Linked DNA regions of Sus scrofa: region 1 is linked to region 2. Evidence: chromatin contacts called from public Hi-C data. All regions are on one chromosome and are shown on one strand. The core of a region is the stretch at or near the end of the contact, and the rest is flanking DNA. Distances in the headings are between cores, read along the strand shown.

Region 1 (3,701 bases), core at 585-3,084, 120 kb after region 2:
TTTGCTGCGTAGAAATATCTTCAATCACTCTCCTACTAAACCATGGTTGTTCTAGAGGAAGGAAAGGGGAACCCCTATTTTTACTATCAAGGCCTGATAACTCACAGGAAAAAAAAACTGATTGAAAGCTACACACAAAAATAAAAGTAATATCAATATTTTCCTTTCTTAGAGAAAGACGTGCCTGATAAGGAAGAGAAATGCCAACTACAAAATGTATTGCAATTTCTTTACTGTTACCTGCAGTCAAATGAGCTAGAGAAAGAGAAAAAGGATGGGTGAAGATAAGTCCAGAGTTATAGGAAATGCAGAAGAAAGTATGAGACCATGACTGCACAGGGTGGGAGGGAAACGGCGGATGGAGAAGGGTTATATTTAGGTGAGAGAGTTGCATAAATGGTGAGGACAGAGAAGAGAAAGTCATAACCACTGGTTATCTTCTTTGCACATGTGTATCATTTTACCTCCCCCACTGCCAGACAGATGCCTCCATATACTGGATACTCAATAGATAAAAGGAAACAAAGAGAACATGTAAAACACTCAGAGGCTCTGAAATTAATTTTGACTTAGAAGTGTACTTTATCTAGGCTCTGATCTTACCATTATTATCAGTTGCCATCTGTTTCCCTTGCAATACTGTGTCTGTGTGTGTGTGTATATGTGTGTGTGTGTGTGTGTGTGTGTGTGTATGGTTTAAATACTGTTCACAGATCTTCAGCTGCTTTAATCCTAGCCTTCAGAAGTTCTACCCCAAATGAGATAACTAAAGCTTCCTACTTATGATGGCGGCATGGGTAGGATTATTCTTAGGACTCAAATAGGAGTAAGCACAATCCTATCACTATGAGGTTGGAGCCCGCCATGGGCCTGGGCCAACAGTTTCCCGTTCTGAAGCTAGGGACTGTGGTCGAGCCTGGAGATAACATATCTGTAGATTATAGACAACTGTTTAAATTTCTTCTTTGGAAAATAGTTTCTGAGTTTGGGATTGAAAACATAAAGAGGTGAGAAACAAACAAAGAGAGAGATTAGTTTTTTAGGCAACACTCAACCGAATATCGATCCTGGCAAGTAAAAGAGTGTTGACGTCGTTCGAGAAGCTCAGGATTTAGCAGAACATTTGAATTGGCATACTGGGTAGCTATTGAACAAAAATGTTCTATATTTGGTTAATTGGCCTATACACCGCTCATAATCAACTCTAGCTCCAAATAATGCATCGATAATCTTAGGTGGCCCTTAAAAATTGTCATTCACAGAAAGAGGCTTAGAGAGGTTGCCACCTCACTGTTTCAGCGGTGCTTGAAACAACTGCAAAGGGTCACACGTCACGAGGGATAGGCACTGAGCAATGTTCCTTGAATAAACAGAGAGTCAAGGGCTCCTGGATGGTAGGCTCTCTGGAGAGCCATGGAGCCCAGGCACTGGTATTAGTATGGTGACCCCTAGTGTTTCACGGCGGTAGCACCACCTGGAATCACACCAGCACCCTGGCCTAGGTAGGGATTCTCCATAATCTTCCAACAGAAGGCGTTACTGCGTCTTTAAAGCCATCGTGTTAAACCATACCCTCTTCAACTTTAATGCATTTTCCTGAACAATATCCATTTCCATCCCCCCCACCGAATAGAGTTGTCTTGATGTTGTTTTTTTCTCATATGTGTGGCCTCCTACGCATTTCAAAGATCAAGACATATCAGTTCAAACTGTGGTCACAATGTCATAAGCAATGGATGATGGCACCAATGGATGAATTGTTGGAGGAGGTGGGTATTGCTATGTTCATGGGATGGGAGCTCGGCTGGCAGGGAGGTACTGTGAGCACAGCACATAGGGGACAGACAAGCAAATTGGGCATGACGAGGAGCATGGCGTCCTTGTCTATTGTCCCGTGGAGTTTTCCCCTTGGTGCCCACTTCCAGACATGGCAGCATATGACGGCTACAAAGAAAGCAACCTGATTCTGTATGTTCATGGAAAGAGAAGAGAAAAGTCAAATTACCAGATAACTCAAGCCACCTAAACCACTTCCTCATCATGTATCTGGATATTTCAGAGGAAGGTGTTTTTCTGGGACCTGAACACACAGATTTCTGTTATATGTGATATATGCCTTCATTGCCCATGCTACGTAATATAGGTAGACGGAGCCTGAGAGTCGAACATAATAATTAAAACTAGCTCTGGGGGCTGGGGGGGGGTCAAGGGTGAAGGTGGTCCACTGTGATGGATGGTAACTAGACTTATGGTGATCAGCACTTTGTATAAAGATGTTGAATTATAACACTGTATATCTGATACTTATATTTAAAAATTAGTTCATTAGTTATCAGGAAATGTACCCGGCATATCATAAATGGGCTGGGAATAGGCTGGCAGTTGGTTCACATCTCAATCTTTTTTACTCCATGGTTACTGCCCTGTTTTATCAGATATAAAAGATTCTGCTTGTCAGTGTTCCAAATGCACTTGGGTGTTGGTAAAGGGAAAGGAGATAAGTAGGATATTTTATTTGGTGTTTTAAGACTCAAGTCACAATTCACCAAGACTACAAGTCTTTTAATTGCACAAACACTCATGGCTATTTTTTTCTCTTCCAGGCTGGTATCTTTTTTTTTTTTTTTTTTTTAAGTTTAATTCTCATAGCTAGAGTGACACCAACTGACTCAAAATAGAGCTTGAGGACAACCTTTGGTTTTCATTGGTCTGTTGATGAACAGGACAGGTATAAACCTATCATTTCAATCAGTTCTTGGGCAACATCTTTAATGTTTCCTTTTCTTGATCTAGACCTTGGGCTTCAGTTGGGGCCAGGCTCGTTTTCTCTAAAGATAGCTTTGTTTGTGTACCAGATGGACGTGTAAGGAGCAAAGGGCATTATCACCAGTGTAAAAGGCAGAGACAAAAGGGGCCCTTCCCCATAAGCAGGATGGGAGCAGGTTCTCCCGAACAAGGTCGATGCACTGGACCCCTCTCCCTCTCACTTCTTTGTTACACTCAAATATGCCAGAAGAGTCTTTTAATAGAAATCAGTTCTACCATCCCCAAACAATTGATCAGTATCAAAACTATGAAGGTGATGTCATTTTAAATTTTACAAAAGGGAAGAAAAGCAGCTGATTTAGCTATCAGTGCAGAGACTATTAATCACGTGAATGTCCCTTAGAGAACAGAGCTTCAGCCTCGATCCAGAGGCATCTGTGAGTGGGTGGGACCCCCTGGGAACTGATGTCCAGATTCAACCACACCATCACATTCTTGGGGAACATTGCTCACGTACAATCAGAAGGGATGAGGATGTTTTGTGGAGGGCATATTCCACAAAATATTGGATGGTCCCTTACAGAATGGAGGAAATTGCATCATTCAGGGGGTAGGAAGACTCTGGTGGGGTAGACAACCAAAGTGATAAATAAAATGACGTACTTATTGCTTTATTGGAATAGAATGCACGGGTGTCTAAAATAAAACTATTGTCCCAAGAAGTCCACAGTCCACTGTGTTTTGTGGCTTGTTGGAGTGACTCTCCTGCCATCTATGCCAATATCCTCTTGTTTCCAAGGAAGCCTGTTTTATAGAAACACATCAGAACATCTTCTTTTACCTTTTGACAAAATGAAGCCATGTCCTTGGGAGTTTCCCACCCATTGCTCTCTTGGCTACTTCACTCCAGTACTATTTCATTACTTATTGATTTT
Region 2 (3,712 bases), core at 664-3,163:
CAGCTCCAGCCCAGAGAGCCTGAACTCTCTTTGCAGCCCCCCAAAATCTTCACGTCTACAACTCTACCCACAAACACACGCGTGCACAGGCCAACCCTCCTCCAGAGACTTTGTATGTTTAAAAAGTCCACAGATCTGAATTGCCTCCTCTCTGGACCCGAGCAGGGCAGTTTATTCAGAGAAATCAATAGGAAAGAGCATTTGCAAATATTTATATAAGCCCTGTGCGTTTCAGCATTAAGTAATTAAAAACTAGAACTCGGGGAGGGGGAAGGGAGAGACACACAGAGGAAAGCTGCTGGCCTAGAGTGAGTTCCTGCCCACACCTCATCTCCCCAAATCTCAATCCTTCCAAAACTGACTCCGTGTACACTTTTTATGAAATCCTGTTCGTGCACCATTTGCTAGACTATTTCGAAATCATCTCCAAATATGGATTCACCTACCACCAAGCTTTCCACCCTGACTATAAGATAAGTGTCTGTATTATCTCTCTCTCTCTCATGCACACACACAGCAATCCTTACTTTTGACACTGCTACAACCTCTGGTGTATTACTCTCTCCTGTATTCCTCTGTAAATTACTTGCACCAGTTAAGGACACTGCACATTATAAGAAGAGCAGAGGGCCCCTGAACGTGGTAATTCAATAAGTGAATTCTCGTCCTCTGACCCCCTCCAATACTTTCCACTCCCTTCAACCTATAGGATACCTACATTTGGGGGTCCAGTACCTGAAACCTCCACACGTAAACCGATTCGCCAATAAATTTTTTTTAAAAAATGTAGCGTAAAACGAAGGAGTTTTAAAATGAGCCAGTGGACTTCCTCTATGTTACTCCGGAGGGCTGGGTGGTAAATTCTGCTTGTACTGCCTCTAAATCCGCCCTAAGAAGCCAAGCCAGGCACTGGAGCCCCACGCTGCAGATATTGTAGAAATTTACAGTAAATGTAGGTACAAGATTGCAGCACGCTGCCTTATCGATTATGCAGATTGTGATCAATCTTCTACCCTCTCCCATTTCCCAAGCTTCTTTCCGAAGACCTCCAAATAAGTTGGTCTGGAACTAGCCATTCGCCCAAAGTAGGGAGGAAAAAAGTCATTTTTTAAAAAAACGTAATAAATCCTCACGTGTCCCCACTGAAAGGGCTTGAATCTTTTTTTTTTTAATTCCAAAGTGAATTTATGCTCTGTAATTTGCATCACAGCCAAGCGATCACCGTATGTCATATTCTTCAAAGGTACTTAACAAACCCTCTTTAAAAAGTCACTGGAACTGAAGGCAAGAAAAAGGCAAACAGCCTCCTTCTTCCATAGAGTCCTTAGATCAAGTTTCAATAATTGAGACCAATAAAAATTGTCATATTTACCCAACTTCAAAGCAACAAGGGGGAAAAGTTGAGAGTGGGTGATTTTTGCAAGCACTTGTAATCAAAGAATTTGCCACAGTCGAAGGAATTGCACAACATTTTGCAAAAGTCAGAGTCTGAGCAACAGATTAATGTGCACAGTAAAATGTATTTTTTTTAAATTTAATAGCTCCACAATAAGCCCATTGAGTCCATACACAATGTACATACCACACATAAAATACTCTTAGCTCTACACTCCAACAGATAAGCCAAAAGATGTACAGGAAAATGCATAATGTAAAATTCAGGGAGGCGGTTTGTGCATCTAATGGAGAAAATACATGGAAAAGAGGAGTGGAACAGGACGAGGGAGGAGAGTGGGGAACAGAACGTAAACAATCCCACATTCGCGGAGAGAAAAAAAGAAAAAAGAAAAGAAAGAAAGGAGAAGAAAAAGGAATCCTCTGATGTCTCTTAACTCAGCTGGCCGAGAGGCCGGCCAGGCTAGGTCTGCTCCCGGCCGGCGGCGCAGTCCCGAGCCCCCGGGAGCCCCTAGTGTCCAGGGCAGAGCCCCCTCCGGGCGCTCGCGGCGCTGCCAATGGGGCAGGGCGAAGAGCGCGCAGGTAGAGGGTCGGGCGGCCGCCTTGCCTCCTCGCCCGCTCTCGGACCCCGGGGCTCCGGCCCGGCAGTCGCGTCCCCGGCAAGTGGAGCCCTGGCGGGGAAGGCGCCCGCCTGGGCGGCCGGGTGGCCAGCGGCGGCGGCGGCGGCCGCGGCCACGGCTCCGGGCCGGGTGCGCGCCCCGCGCGGCGGCTCAGCCCGGAGCCCCGGCGCCTCCCGGGGTGGGGCAAAGTTGGGGGCCCGGGGCGGCGGGGGCGGGGGCGCTCGGCACCGCGGACCCCCCACCCCCGCTGGCCGCCGCCTTTGTCTCGGCGCCCGGACCCTGGCCGCCCTCCCGCCCTCGGCCCGCGCCCCGGCCGGCCCTGCCCGGCGGCGCCTCCAAACTCGCCGCGCGGGCCTCGCCCCGGGCGCCTCCACCCTCCCGGGGGTCGCCGGCGGCCGGCGGCGGCGGCGCGGGGGCCTGGGAGGAGGGGGCGGCCCCGGCTCGGCGGCGGCAGCGGCGGCGGAGGCGGCGGCGGCGGGAGGAGGAGGAAGAAGAAGAGAAAGAGAAAGTTTGGCGCAGGGGGAAGGCGAGCGGGACGCAGCGAGCGAGCAGGGCGCGGGCACGGGGAGCGCGGGGAGCGCGGGTGGCGGCGGCCGGGCGCGGGAGCCGGGAGGGGCAGGACGAGCCCCATGCAAAGCAGCCCGGGCGCCCCGAGGAGCCCCGCGTCCGGGCGGTGGCGGCGGGAGGAGGAGGAGGAGCAGGCGGCGGCGGCGGCGGCGGCGGCGGCGGGAAAAAAAAAAAAAAAAAAAAAAAAAAAAAGAGGGAAAAGTTGCCACTTACGCGGTTGCTTCTCCGGCGGCGGCGGCTGCAGCGGCGCTGCTGGCGGCGGCGGCGGCGGCGGGAGCTGGCGGCGCTTTTAATCCCGAAAAGAGGCGCTCGGGCCGCGGAGCCCATCAAGGCAGCAGCGGCGGCTGGCGGGGGTCGGCGGCGGCGGAGGACGCGCTGCTGGCGGCGGCGGCGGCGGCGGCGGAGCTGGAGCGCGCTCGGCGGAGCCCGGGGCGGGAGGCGGCCGCAGCCGGGGAGCCGGAGCCGCCGCCGCCGCTGCCGCCGAGCAGCATGGTTGGCGGGGAGTTTACAGCCCCCGGAGCGGGCAGGGGCCACGGAGGAGAAGCGGCGGCGGCGGCGGCAGCGGCTCTAGGCTGTAATTGGGATGCAAAGCAGGCGGTGGCGGCGGCGGCTGCGGCCGGGAGGAGGAGGAGGAGGAGGCGGCGGCGGCGGCGGCTGCAGCGGTCGGAGGGGACGCGCTGGAAGTGGGAGCTGATGAGTGAAAAGAAAAAAAAGTCTTTGGATCTTTATTCTGCTAATTAGTTTCCTGCAAAAAATGGCTGTGATTAATTCAGTGCGCATGTGCTTCATTACCCAGGCACGACGGGAAGGGCTAATTAGCCACCTTCTGGATCAATAAGATTCAGCAAAAAAGAAAAGGGGGAGGTGGAGGGAGGCAGAGGGGAGGAAGGGAGGGAAAAAAAAAAAAAAAAACCAGGGGAAAGTGATGAGCAGGGCGAGGAGAGCAGGAAGAGAGGATGGGAGAAGAGCCTAGGAAGAGGGAGAGAGGCACCAAAAGTTTATGCATGTATTAAAAACACACACACACACACACACACACACACGACACTCGCGCGCGCGCGCGCGCGCACACACACACACACACACACACACACTCCGAGAAGTGAAATGCAGAGAAGCAACAATAGGAA

Evidence for each region. A called contact is a pair of places that touch in the nucleus more often than the background predicts.
Region 1: a Hi-C map of liver shows a contact between it and region 2, with 4 times the contacts expected there. The contact joins two enhancer-like sites. A contact is called at or near these places in 1 of 5 promoter capture datasets (liver), 14 of 47 Hi-C or Micro-C datasets (adipocytes, embryonic fibroblasts, fetal liver and 5 more) and 2 of 2 datasets of contacts at active chromatin or transcription factors (alveolar macrophages and skeletal muscle).

Annotation. Positions count from the first base shown.
Region 1 is chr6:16,068,772-16,072,472 of Sscrofa11.1, forward strand. No RefSeq gene overlaps it. Among named protein-coding and RNA genes, the nearest start is that of ZFHX3, 130 kb to the left of the region's middle. Within about 2 kb of position 1,835, at least 6 of the 83 cell types and tissues checked have an H3K27ac peak or open chromatin away from gene starts, as enhancers often do. A contact at or near this core is called in liver, where this site is marked.
Region 2 is chr6:15,948,983-15,952,694 of Sscrofa11.1, forward strand. No RefSeq gene overlaps it. Among named protein-coding and RNA genes, the nearest start is that of ZFHX3, 9.5 kb to the left of the region's middle. Within about 2 kb of position 1,914, at least 47 of the 83 cell types and tissues checked have an H3K27ac peak or open chromatin away from gene starts, as enhancers often do. A contact at or near this core is called in liver, where this site is marked.